3 separate regions of the Gossypium hirsutum genome follow, and regions 1 and 3 are each linked to region 2. The links are chromatin contacts, called in public Hi-C maps. All regions are on one chromosome and are shown on one strand. Each heading gives the region's core, a stretch centred on a gene start, on an enhancer-like site or on the middle of the called end of the contact. The rest is flanking DNA. Distances are from core to core; before and after follow the strand shown.

Evidence for each region. Hi-C and Micro-C count contacts between places; a contact is called where the count stands out from the background.
Region 1: a Hi-C map of leaf shows a contact between it and region 2, with 2.1 times the contacts expected there. The contact joins the promoter of LOC107899214 here to the promoter of LOC107899210 in region 2. A contact is called at or near these places in 6 of 34 Hi-C or Micro-C datasets (callus, hypocotyl and leaf).
Region 3: a Hi-C map of leaf shows a contact between it and region 2, with 2.3 times the contacts expected there. The contact joins the promoter of LOC107899215 here to the promoter of LOC107899210 in region 2. A contact is called at or near these places in 6 of 34 Hi-C or Micro-C datasets (callus and leaf).

Annotation. Positions count from the first base shown.
Region 1 is chrD04:30,999,394-31,003,329 of Gossypium_hirsutum_v2.1, reverse strand. It overlaps LOC107899214 (54S ribosomal protein L17, mitochondrial), which reads right to left and starts at 1,762. Exons shown (of 6, transcript XM_016824866.2): 1 at 1,538-1,762; 2 at 1,221-1,286; 3 at 718-792; 4 at 76-205. The coding sequence starts at 1,234.
Region 2 is chrD04:31,182,733-31,186,694 of Gossypium_hirsutum_v2.1, reverse strand. LOC107899210 (carbon catabolite repressor protein 4 homolog 1) reads left to right here and starts at 2,074. Exons shown (of 12, transcript XM_016824858.2): 1 at 2,074-2,736. The coding sequence starts at 2,579.
Region 3 is chrD04:30,936,178-30,940,478 of Gossypium_hirsutum_v2.1, reverse strand. LOC107899215 (60S ribosomal protein L21-1) reads right to left here and starts at 2,859. Exons shown (of 2, transcript XM_016824868.2): 1 at 2,530-2,859; 2 at 1,657-2,103. The coding sequence starts at 2,613. The coding sequence ends at 1,846.

The DNA.
Region 1 (3,936 bases), core at 513-3,012, 180 kb after region 2:
CTGCAAATATTTCATATTTATGTCATATTGATAAAACAAAAAAGAAAAAGAAACAAGATGCATAAAAACCATTACCTTGCGCAACGTCTCCTCTGAATCATAAACTTTTTCTGGAAAATGCCACACAGGTTTCCCGCTAGGAGCTGCATTACTGTTACCATATGGAAGAAGATACAATCTTCTATCAAGTGCTCTCTGCAATGACCTTGACAAATACAAAGTTCAGAGCTTTCGCAATCAAAATATTGTACTAAACTACTAACAGTCGCTCAAATGTACTAACTTCACTTTTTATCCACACAAGGCCACAACCACCGAGAGGAAGAAATTTTTTTCTTAAGGATGATGTTTATTGTTTGTTCACATAACTGTTATGTATAAATAAGGAGACAGATACTTTAACTAGAAGAGAAAAGCACTTTGAGATCCAATTCTGATCATTTCTTCCTATACACTATTAGTTCCTTATGACATATATCTGATCTCTATCAAACAAAGAATAGCCCATAGATAAAAGTGTTACACTGAACAATTAAAAATGCACCACTTTCTTTCGTCATTCGTTTTGTCAGCTTCTTAGAGATTATTAATGCAGATTTCAGGCCAGTTATTCCCAAAAATTGTTAGTTCTTGACAACACATATTCGATCTCTTCCAAACAAAGAACGGTCTCCTGATAATTAAGTTCCAATGAGCAATATGAAATCTACAACTTACTTTCTGTCAATCGTTTTGTCAGCTTCAGTGATCCTTGGAGCTGGAACGTTGTCAATTTGGTAATCACCTTTTCCCCTGGTTATACAACAAATTCACTACATTAGCTGAAAACTAAAATCATCTTTGTTGCACTTCACCTTTTTCTTAATGTGCAAATCTGAAGTCATGCATGTACCCATTGAAAATGCAAAGCAAGGAGAAGGAGCATAACATACATAATGTATCCAAACGAACAACTTCCATTGCTTTTGAGGCTGTTGTTTTTCAATTGAAAACAATTAAGCCTAAATTACTCTACATTGTTTTCTCCAAATCAGCTCTCCAGAGGAATCACGACTCTAAATCATTCATTTGGATAAATCAATTGCTTTCCTTTTTTTTCTTAATTGCTATGCATAAAATAAACAACTTTTATGCTTAGTCGGTAACCACTTAAGCTGGAAAGAAAGACCCAACATACAAATAAATGCCCCTAATATAACTGAATCAAATTTATAACTTGCCTAGATTTAGACATGTCCAAGAATTCATAAGGATATTTGTGTCAATACTGCTGCCTCCATCGAAAGCTGCATAAAACAAAAGCAATTACATAAATAAATCGCAAGAGTTTCATCTATTTCCATAAAACCCCAATTAGTAGCTGAAAATTTGAACTAAAAAAGCTAATAACTTTGTGCCATAAACCACTAATCATGTTGTTTTCAGCAAAATATTTTAGCTTTTTTTCTTCCTTTTTGCATCAATGAGCTAACCAATAGACATCTAAGGTATCCTAGATAGAACATTCCCAGATTTTCTCACGAGAATGAAAACTTACGAAAACTCTTGAATGCATAAACCACAGGATCCAATTTGGGAATAACGACAGGTAATCTCTCGAACAATACCGACGCCACAATTTTCTTGGAGGTTGAGGAAAACCCACGCACCCCCATGAATGGCCGAACCAACGATCTGTGCATTCTCAACTTGAAAAGGCCTGCTTAAACCTAAATCCAGTGTGAAGGTATCGTAGTAATTTTTTATTTTTATTTTTACTTTTCATTTAGGTATTTTTAATTTTTGTTTAACTAAAAAACCCCAAACCCCAGCTCCCCAACCCACGCCTCAAGCCCACAAAACCCACACCCACGATTCAGTCTCCAAACCCATATACCCAGGCAGAAAAGCCCAAAAACTACCATGCCGCAAGACCCAAACACAAAACCCCAACCCCCAACAGTATTCTGCTAAGCAGAAATTACAAAACAAATAGACCATAACACAACCATCTTAAACAGAGGCAAACAAGAAATCCAAAAATAAATAACATATACTAGACAATAAACAAACAAAAACAAGAACCAGACTGAGACCTGAAACTAAAACCCACTGAAATACAAGTAAGGAAGCACAGATCTGAAACTAAAAACAGAGATGAAAAGGCAAAAGACAAAATTGAAGTAAAGATTCATACCTGAAATCAGTCTCCTTCATTCATACCTGAAATCAGTCTCCGATGAAGCAGGGGATTTCAAAAATCACAAAGAACAGTTTAAGAATTTTAAATTACAATAAAAATAAAATGGGTTTTCATTTATTGTCTACTGGTCATTTGGAGAGCTATATTAATGTACAGTTAGGTTTCATTTATAGTCATTTTAATGAAAAAAAACAATAAACAAAAATAACCTTATCTCTTTTATTTGTTAAAACTTTCAAAACTTCTTTTTATGTTTTATTTTTTCCTTGTTTTTTATTTACTTTATCTTTACCCCATTCAACTAAAAGGGACTTCAACGACTACTTTCAAACTAGTTTTTCCTTCACTTGATGGATTTGACTTTCCCAACTTATTACTAACACACTCAATGAGGGGAATACACACGACCAAATAAACATCAACAGTCATGCACACAAGAAACAATAATCAAATAAAACAACACACATCAATGTTATTCCAAACAAAATCAAGAGATTGTAGAGAGATACTTTGGGTCGATATGAATGACCAAGTCAATTAAAGGACCAATTGAAGCCCCCATTCAAACACTGTTGACATCCTCAAAAGAGAAACCTTCTTTTGCTACATAATTAACAATATCAAAGCAAAAGATGAGTACATTGGACTTTTTTTTAAAAATAAACCACTATTACTAGTCAAATATGAAACTCTAAAAGAAAACTCTCACTAGGGGTGAGCATTCGATCGAATTGAACCGAATGAAAAATTTTTGAGTTAATCGAGTTTTCAAATCCTATTTTATCATCCTAACTCGATTTGAAATTTTTACGAATCGTGTCGAGTGGGATGGAATTCAAATCGAATCGAATATAATTGTTTGAGTTAAATTAAAAAAATGACTAGTGTTATTTATTTTTATGTAATTTTAAAAAAAATATTTTTATTTAAAATTTTTAAACATGATTATATGACGACTTGGAATTGGATCACTCATCTACAAGTTAAAAAGAACAAATTAACTAAAGACAGAGTCAAAAAGAACAAATTAAACCCTTATTTTACACCAGAAAAAAAAAACAAAGTCTGCATAAAAAAAATTCATTGTTAAAAACTCCATTATTCAGACCCCTAGAAAAAAAGAAAAGGATACAAGTCCATTTGATAAATGAAAAAATTACATATAAAGGAATGTAACAAAATAAAATAATCATCACAGCACACAATTCTTCATGTCTAATAATTACTACATTATAGCAATAGATCTTACTTAGATTAAAGAAAGCTTTATCAAACTACATAGTACAGACCATATATTTTAAATATTCAACATCAAGCAAGGAAATTACAAATTAGGCAATGAGAACCCAATAATCTATGGAGATTGAAATATTCTAAAGCAGCAGATCCGGGTTCATTAACAATCTGACTTATCAAAGTTATCGTGCATAGAGACTTTTAATGATACTTGATCATGCACAAGCACATGCATGTAAATAAAAAAGGAATAAAACAATCAATGGTTTATTGAGATTACTGAAATCAAAGTGCATAAATGGTCAATCTTTATTTCAAATGATACTTGGTCAAGCACAAGCACAAGCACAAGCACACACATGCAAATAAAAACGGAATAAAAAAGGAACTCACTCTTGATGTTTACTTGTTTAGAGACATATCAAAATTTGCAAAGGTATTGACAGATTAAACCATCTCGAGAAAAATCTTGAATATTCAAGCTTTTAATTTTGTATTTTTAGCATTTTCGCATCCCA
Region 2 (3,962 bases), core at 825-3,324:
TTTAACTTTTAGAAATTTTTATTTTTTAAATATTTGCTAACATAACAACAATGCCATATCAATATGAGGTACATGTGGCATATCAGTGTCGTTGTTTGGTTACTTTGTCAGCCACATCATTATTAATAATAAAAATTATTGAAATTTTTAATAAAAAGTCCAATTCATTTAATCTATAATAACTAATTTGTTAATTTTACCTAATAATTAATTAAAAGTTTATTGATAAAACTTATGATTCGGTAAATTGTTGTATTTTTATCAATCAATCAATGAATTATCATTCAGATGAAATTTGGTTCAAATCAGCAAAATAAATGGACAAGAGAAAATAAATTTTATTTGCCGGTCATGTTATTATTATTGGGATTTTTTATTTATATATATTTTTATATTTTTTTGAAACTTTTTATTTTGTAATTATTGAATGAGATAAGTAATTATATATGAACTTTGATTTAATGTGTAGTTATATACATGAATTTTAATTTGCGGATCATGTTATTATACACGTGAAACTCTAATTGCTGTTCAAATGTATACTTGAAACTTTAATTTTGATTTAATTATACATATTTAAAGAAATAAATACATCAATTTATTTTTATATTAGATAAATATAATTATTTATGCATGCAATATATAAACATAAAATGATGTTATATCAATAATTGTGTTAATAATTTACAAGAATTGGATCAAATCAAAATTTTATGTATAATTGCACAAAATCAAAGTTCATGTATACAATTGTATATTAAACCATAGTTTATGTATAGTTTTGGGATTTATCCCTTATTGAATAGATGGTTTAACTAGTTAAATTGGTTGAATTGAAAATTGATAATGCAGTTGATTTAATCACCAATCGAATTCTTTTAAAATTAGTTGAATTAAATTAAATTACTTTTGTTGATTGAGTCTTAGCTCAGCTGGCATCGTCATTATTGTCGGTACAAGAGAATGTGAGTTCAAGCACATTGAAGCACACTTATCTTCCTATTTAAGAGTTGGGATTAAAGATGGCAAAAAAAATTGAATTTGACAGGTTTCGGCCCAACCCGATCCATGAGGGTCGGATTTTTTTTTTGAAAAATAGGAGGATTCAAATGGGTGAAACTATAAAAATAGTCGTGTTGAGATTGGATTTGAGGTAAATCCGCTTTGCCTTGCCCTGAGATATTTACAAAAAATTGCCCCTAATATATACATATACTAAATATTTGCTTTCAATAAATACATATATAAAAAAATAAATATATTAATATTTAAGTCTAAATTAAAAAATTATTCTTATCTGCTTCTAAATAAAAAATAAAATAATTAAATTAATTTCGGGTTGGATCGAGATGGAGTTAGGAATTTTATTAAATTTTAAGTTCGGGTTTAGGGTGAGTTTTTTCTTAAGACTCGGGATCAGGTCGGGGCAAATTGGTCAAACTTCAGGTTTGGGTTGAGATAGGCAAAAATTCATCCTGCCTCACACCGTTGTCATCCCTTATTGGGGTGGGGTTACGGTAGAAGTGTCCACGGGCTAGGTCGAGACCCGGCTCCAAAAAACTTTTCAAGTCCAGACTCATTTTTGGCCAAGCTTGGTCTACCCAAAAAGGCCATTTCACTATTCAAAAAATAATAAAATATTAAAAATTATATTTTAATTGATATTTTATATACTTTTATAATTAAATTTAAAAATAATTTTCGTTGTTGAAATTGAACTAAGCCAGGTCGACCCAAGGTGTGAAAATTTTTGTTTAAACTTGACCCTAGTTAAGAGGGATTTATCGGACCCTTGGACAAGTCTAGACAATGAGTAATTTTTGAATAAATTTAAATTAATTTGAAAATTGAATACCAAAAGTACACCACACAAAAAACCTAAACCGATTATCTTACCATATAAATTAATTAAATCGATTGGATTTACTTAGCACAATCAATTTTATGGACTTTTTCACCCTCAACTTTCCTTTAGATGAATAGACATGTGTTGCCATAATTTTAATTTTTTTAAGAATAAATATTAAAGTTAAAATTACCTCAATTTTATATGGATATATCGCTGGAAAGATTACAAATGTTTTAATTTTTATCCTTGAAAAAATTTATTTCTCTCTATAAATAATAAACAGATATTATAAATAAAGACTTTCCTTTTTCATGTCCTCTGTAAAACCCTAACTATCATTCGATCTCCTCATTTCCCCCCTTTCTTTCTCTGTATCTCTTCTTCGATTCATTCCTTCAATCATTCTCTATTTCAAAACCCTAAATACCGTTACAAGATCTGTTCTTGGTTCTTGCATGTTTATATTTGGGATTAATCAACAAGTCTTCTAGGGTTTGTTTAATCGGAAAAAAAAAAGAAAAAAAAAAGAGGACGATTGTCAAGGCTGGCGGGTTTTCGGGTCAAGTAAATGGCGGATCCGCCTGGATTCCGCCTCGATAAGATTGCGCATCATTTCGAGGTCATTTCTTGCTCTGCTGCTCTTGTTAGTGTAGGATTGGATTTGATAGGTTTACCAAGTGGTGACCGTTGCGAACTGTGACCGACCAAGGAAGCCCGAGAAGTTAAAGCATGCTGAGCGTGCTACGTGTGCACCTCCCTTCTGATATACCAATTGTTGGCTGCGAGCTCACGCCTTACGTGCTCTTACGCCGACCTGACAAGACCGTTACAACCGATGATGTGCCTGAGTCGGCCCCTCTTGATGGCCACTTCTTGAGGTACAAGTGGTAAGTGTTTTTAAATCCGTCGAAGAATCTTTCTTTTAGGTTTTTTATTGGTTGGTGGCGGGGGTTATGCCAATGGCTAGGCTAATTTCATTTAACTTTTCAAGTGGTATGAACTTTTTTATGGCTAATTAACAATTAAACCCTTTATTATTTATTTATTTATTATTTCTTGGTTTATGTATTTTGGTTAGTTGTCATGTTGGCCAAGTGGATTTTGAGCTAGTTCTTTTGGGTTTGTTATTATTTGATTGCTTTTTACTAAATGTGTGAACTGCTTTTTGTAGGTGGCAAGTGTTTGCATTATAAGACAATTTCTTAGATTTTATGTTTCATTCTTTTTTCTTTTTTTACTTTTTGGTGTTTTGGTCTTTGTGTAGTTCTCATTTTGGTCAATGGGGGTTTGAGTTTGGTTTTGGGGTTTGATATATATGACTGTTTGTAGTAAATACAGTATATGTGAAATTGTCTGAGTGTTTCCGTAAGGGATGCGTGGAATTGAGGTCTATAAGTTGGGTTTTTCGACCTGTGCATTTGGAGATAGAGTGGTTGCTTTTTACTGGATTGCAATTTGTTTTTGTTACTCCGTGTTCTGGATTATCTTGTTCGTTTAGTGATGTGTTTATTTTTTAAATTCTTGAAGGATCAAGAAGTAGTTTCTTGATTCTGATTATGGCATTGAGTTTCATGCCATTTTGTTTGGTTTTACTTGGATTTAGTTTTCGCTGCTTGAGTCAAGAATGTTGCAATTGAGCTCTGTCTCTTTATGCGTCATAGACAAAACTAGGTTCAATGAGCTAGAATCTTCCATCGAAGGCAATAATTTGTTTCCTTTGTTTTCATTCTTGTGGCCACCTAGCACCACTACTCCTATGAAAGCTTGTAAGAACGTTTCAACTTAGACTGAGAGTAACTACACTTAATATTTGATCGTAGGAAGAAAGAATTACCAGAAAGGTACTCCTAAGGCATTTAATGTGCTACTGGTAATTATCAAGCTTCTGCTATTTAAAGTAACTTGGGGTTGAACAAGTAAGTCTAGTTTTATTTCAAAAATCACCAGAAACTCCTGAAAAGGTAATAGAAACTTGAAATTTATAATGGTTGCCTCATCACAAAAGATCCTAGAACTTTAAGCTTTGGTTTTGGTTTCGGTTTCAGTTACATGTAGTAATATAATAAAGATGTTTAGTAAAATATAAAGTTGATTTTATTGATTGTTCAGTCTT
Region 3 (4,301 bases), core at 1,610-4,109, 250 kb after region 2:
TCCGACTTTTTGTTGTAACAAGATTTTTAACTTGTTTTTGTAACATTCCAACTATGTTTTTGGATTTGCGATTTTGACCTGTAACGTGTTTAAATGTTGAGTTGGGCAACAAATATAGTTATTTAATGTAAAAAGGAACTAGATATTAGATTGATAAAGTCCAATTATCAGAAGGAACTTTGAAAAAAAGGTAGAGTTGGTAATCTTCATGACTCTATCTAGCTGAGTTTAAAGACTAAAGGCCTCTTCAGATGGGCGATACGTTTATTTGCGGTTAGTGTAAAAATAACGGTGACGGTGAGATTAAATACTGTAGCGATATTGTGACATGAGACAAAAGGAAAACTAAACACACTGCATCGGGGTAAACGTCCATCTAAAGGGATGTTAAATAGATGAGATAAGATTTTGAATTTAGATGAGTCAAGTGTTTCAAAATTTAGGCATTATCCAGCATAAATCAAATTTGAATTTCAAGCTAAAATATAACTATCTTCTTGGGATAAATTAAAATAGGACTTCAATTTAGAAGTGATTGAAACTGGAGAAACGTTGTTTGTTGGTGGCGGCATTGGTCGATCAACCAAGAAGGTACGGCGTAGGCTGGCAAAACCCCCTGATCCAAACAATCCCATATTGGATGCAAAGGGAATGACAGTGAACTCGAGTGGTATCCCATTCATTACTTTCTCTGAGCGAGTGCATCAATTCATCACTTACTGGATGTCTCGGACTATAATTGTAAAGCTACTTGGCAGAAGGATCTCATACCTCACTATGTCTAGCAAACTACAGACCATCTGGAAAACAAAACACCCATTAAAGATCCTAGATTTGGAAAACGACTACTTTTCTATTAAATTTAGACATGTCTTGAGAAATAGTAACATGCTTGCTGACTGCATAGCTAAGACGGCAGGAGGAATGAAACAGTTGATAGTTCTCATAGATCCACCATCACGTGTGAAGTCTACTAGAGGAGGACATAAACATGTTGCTGCATGAAGCGGTACTTGGACATCAGTCTTGCTGGAAATTTAGTCATGTACTAATTTTATTTGCTACCAAAAAAAGAAGAAAAAAAAAACAAATGTAGCCTAAGGGAGTCGTAAATGACGAATGTAGTTTTAGGGAGTGTTTCATTTTGTATCACTTGGGAGTTTACACTCTTGATTTATTTAAGCATTTCCTTGGAGATATTATACTTTCAAAGTGAAGTACATGGAAATGCTTAAATAAATCAAGAGTGTAAACTCAGGACAAACAATAGAACTCCAAGGAAATGCTCAAACAAATAATTGTAGCCTCAGTATTTACCAATTATTTGTTTGAGTTTAAATACTGAGGCTACAATTATTTGTTTGAGTTTAAATCAGGACAAACAATAGAACTGCTGGACAGATTATTCTATAATTACATGTGGGTTAAATCATCGTCCAATCCAGTTCTTTGCCATTTTGATCATGGTCTGCTCGACAAGGAAGCCTATTTGAGGCCTTGTGGCTCTGGGTGCCAACAAGTGATAGAAAATGCTTGGAAATATAGAATCAGAGGATCCTATGAATATCACTCGCAATGCGCTGAAAGTTTGGAAATCTAAACCAATTAACGAGAACAAGTGTTAAATAGAGAAAACATTCAGTGGTAACAAAATACTAGAATTCAATGGGTTACCCGCAGAGGATGCTATTTTCATAAAAGGATAAATATACTTTTTGACATTTCATGCACTTTCTGTGGTGAAAAACCTTACAACTTGCAGTCATCTGTTTATCCACTGCCATTTTTACTAATCCACGTTCACTTATGTTTGCCAAAAAACACACAAACGCACAACAGCTAGATCTAGTAACCACCCTTGAGATCGTTAACGACATCATATGGTATGGGAGTAACAGTTTCCAAAGTAGCACCCTCTACCATGAAACCAGGTTTGGGTCCTTTTGGCTGCCTCTTGGTGCTAATGACCTCGCCCTTTGCTTTAGCCTCTGCCTTGAGTTGATCATTCTTCACCTTCCTCAGCTTGAATTCCTCAACGCACCTTGAAGGCTGAACGTGCTCTACTCGCACGTGAATCCTCTTCCTTATAGTCCGATTACCGACCTGCAACCTTGAGCATATTAATGCGGACACACAGATTTCAAATCTCACATGAACAGAGCATCCCATGAGAGTGCAAATGTTAAAAATATCAATCAGGCAAGAATATCAAACTAGCCCCCTACACAACCTCAAAGACAAAATTTAAGCACATCCCGAAGAGTGAATTTGGATCTTTTTATGTTAAAAGCAGCCCCAACATGCCATAAAATTAACAAATGCTACACTGATGTTAAGGTGCATATCATCTCATTGAAATACGAGCTTGTCGATGGATCAGACACCCAACATTTTCTAATAAAAATTACGTAAAATATCAGTACTCGGCATCTGAAGACATGAAATGAAACACAAAATCCATAACTATCATAAGCCAAGATCCACAAATACACAAAGAAAACATCATTAAACAGCGTTGTTTAATTAGACCTGCTTGTTGACTTCAACGCCGATGGCACGTTTGGTGACGTTCCAGACACGACCGGTGCGGCCATGGTAGAACTTGTGGGGCATGCCCTTATGAACGGCGCCATTTACCTTGACATCAACATACCCACCGATCTTGTACGTCCTGAGGTAAGTGGACAAAGAAATGTAACCCTTCTTTCTGAAGGGTCTGGCAAACAGATCCCTTGTTCGAGAGCGGGCATTTTTTTGTTTTTTTTACAGATCTCTTAGCTTAGGTTTCCTTTTCTTGAAGTAGTAGCAGCTAGGGTTTCTTTTTCTTTCGGCTTTTTGGGCCCTTTTTTACCTTCTGGTTCTGCGTTTGGGCTTTTGTTCCTATTTTAGCTTGTTATATACCATAGGACGATTATTGTCGATCAGAGCCCAGAAGCCGAAGCTGGCCACGTTGTTTGAGACTATCCTGGCATCTAAGCCCATCCAATCTGGATTATTTCAGGTTTTATCATTTTAGATTCGTTACAAATTTAATTATGATGGATTTCTTTTGATTTTTTTATGTTGTTTTTACCATTTATATTTAAGGTTTGTGATTGTTTCTCTAAATAATTATGTTTTTAAGATTCGAATTTACATTTTTTTAGTACAACATATCTTATAACTACATCTAATATTTATTGATAAATATATTAAATATTTTTATAATGAAAATGAGTTGGATTAATATTAGAATTATATGATTGTTATCTGGGGTCTGCATCAAGAGAGCAACATATTGCCAAAACGTGATAATGTTAGAAGGCAAAATATTAATATAAGTCTCGCTTATTGGGCAATTTTTGTAACGTGGGGGCTTGCCATGATATTTGATTCTTTTCAAAATCGTAAATTCTGTACTTTTATCTGGTTTTTGGTGGTTTCTGGTATGATTTTATGGTTTTTTGGAATGTGATTTATTAGGAAAGTTACTTTGCAATATTTAATAGACATTAGTATTGATTAAAATCCTTAAAAAGTTGCATTAACACATTTGATTCACTAAATAGTTTTCTAAGAATGTAATAATATTTTACAAATTTACCTTTGTTAAATAAAAATAATATTCATGTATTTAATATTTCACAATATGCTTTGAGTTGAACTGCAACATTTGGTATTCATTGTATTTTTTAAATATAACAATACATATATAAAATTTGTTTTAGAATGAATACTCTAATGCAATTGAGATTTCAATGATATATCGAAAGGAAAAAAAAGGAAAAAATAATAAATAAATAAATAAAATATGTAAACTGTCGAAACCATTTTTATTTTTAGAAAAAAACAAAAATTAGTTGTCGATGAAAATTTAGAGTTGCCACAAATCTTTTATTAAGGTGTGATTGGATCACCTAGAATGACTTTGGTCTACGAGTTTTAGAAAAACAGGTTCGGAAGTCAGTTACGTACGAGGAAGGATTAGTACCCTCGTAACGCTCAAAATTTGGTACCAAGTTGATTAATTAGTGTCGTAATGTCGAGAATTAATAAATACGATCCTTAGTTAAATTAAATTATTTATTAAGACTTTCTCATTTTAAAAAAAGAAAATATCACACCTAATGCGTTAGGGCGCAATATTTTATTCCTTTCAAGATGAGTTGGTCCAAAAAACTCGTGTAATAAAACTTAAGAAAATATTTAATTGTTTAAAATTTAAGAAAAAATTGCAGCCCAATACGTTAGGGCACGATTTCCTAAAATCCCAAACATTCAATATTTCCTTTATTATTTTATTTTTTTTAAAAAAATCTTTA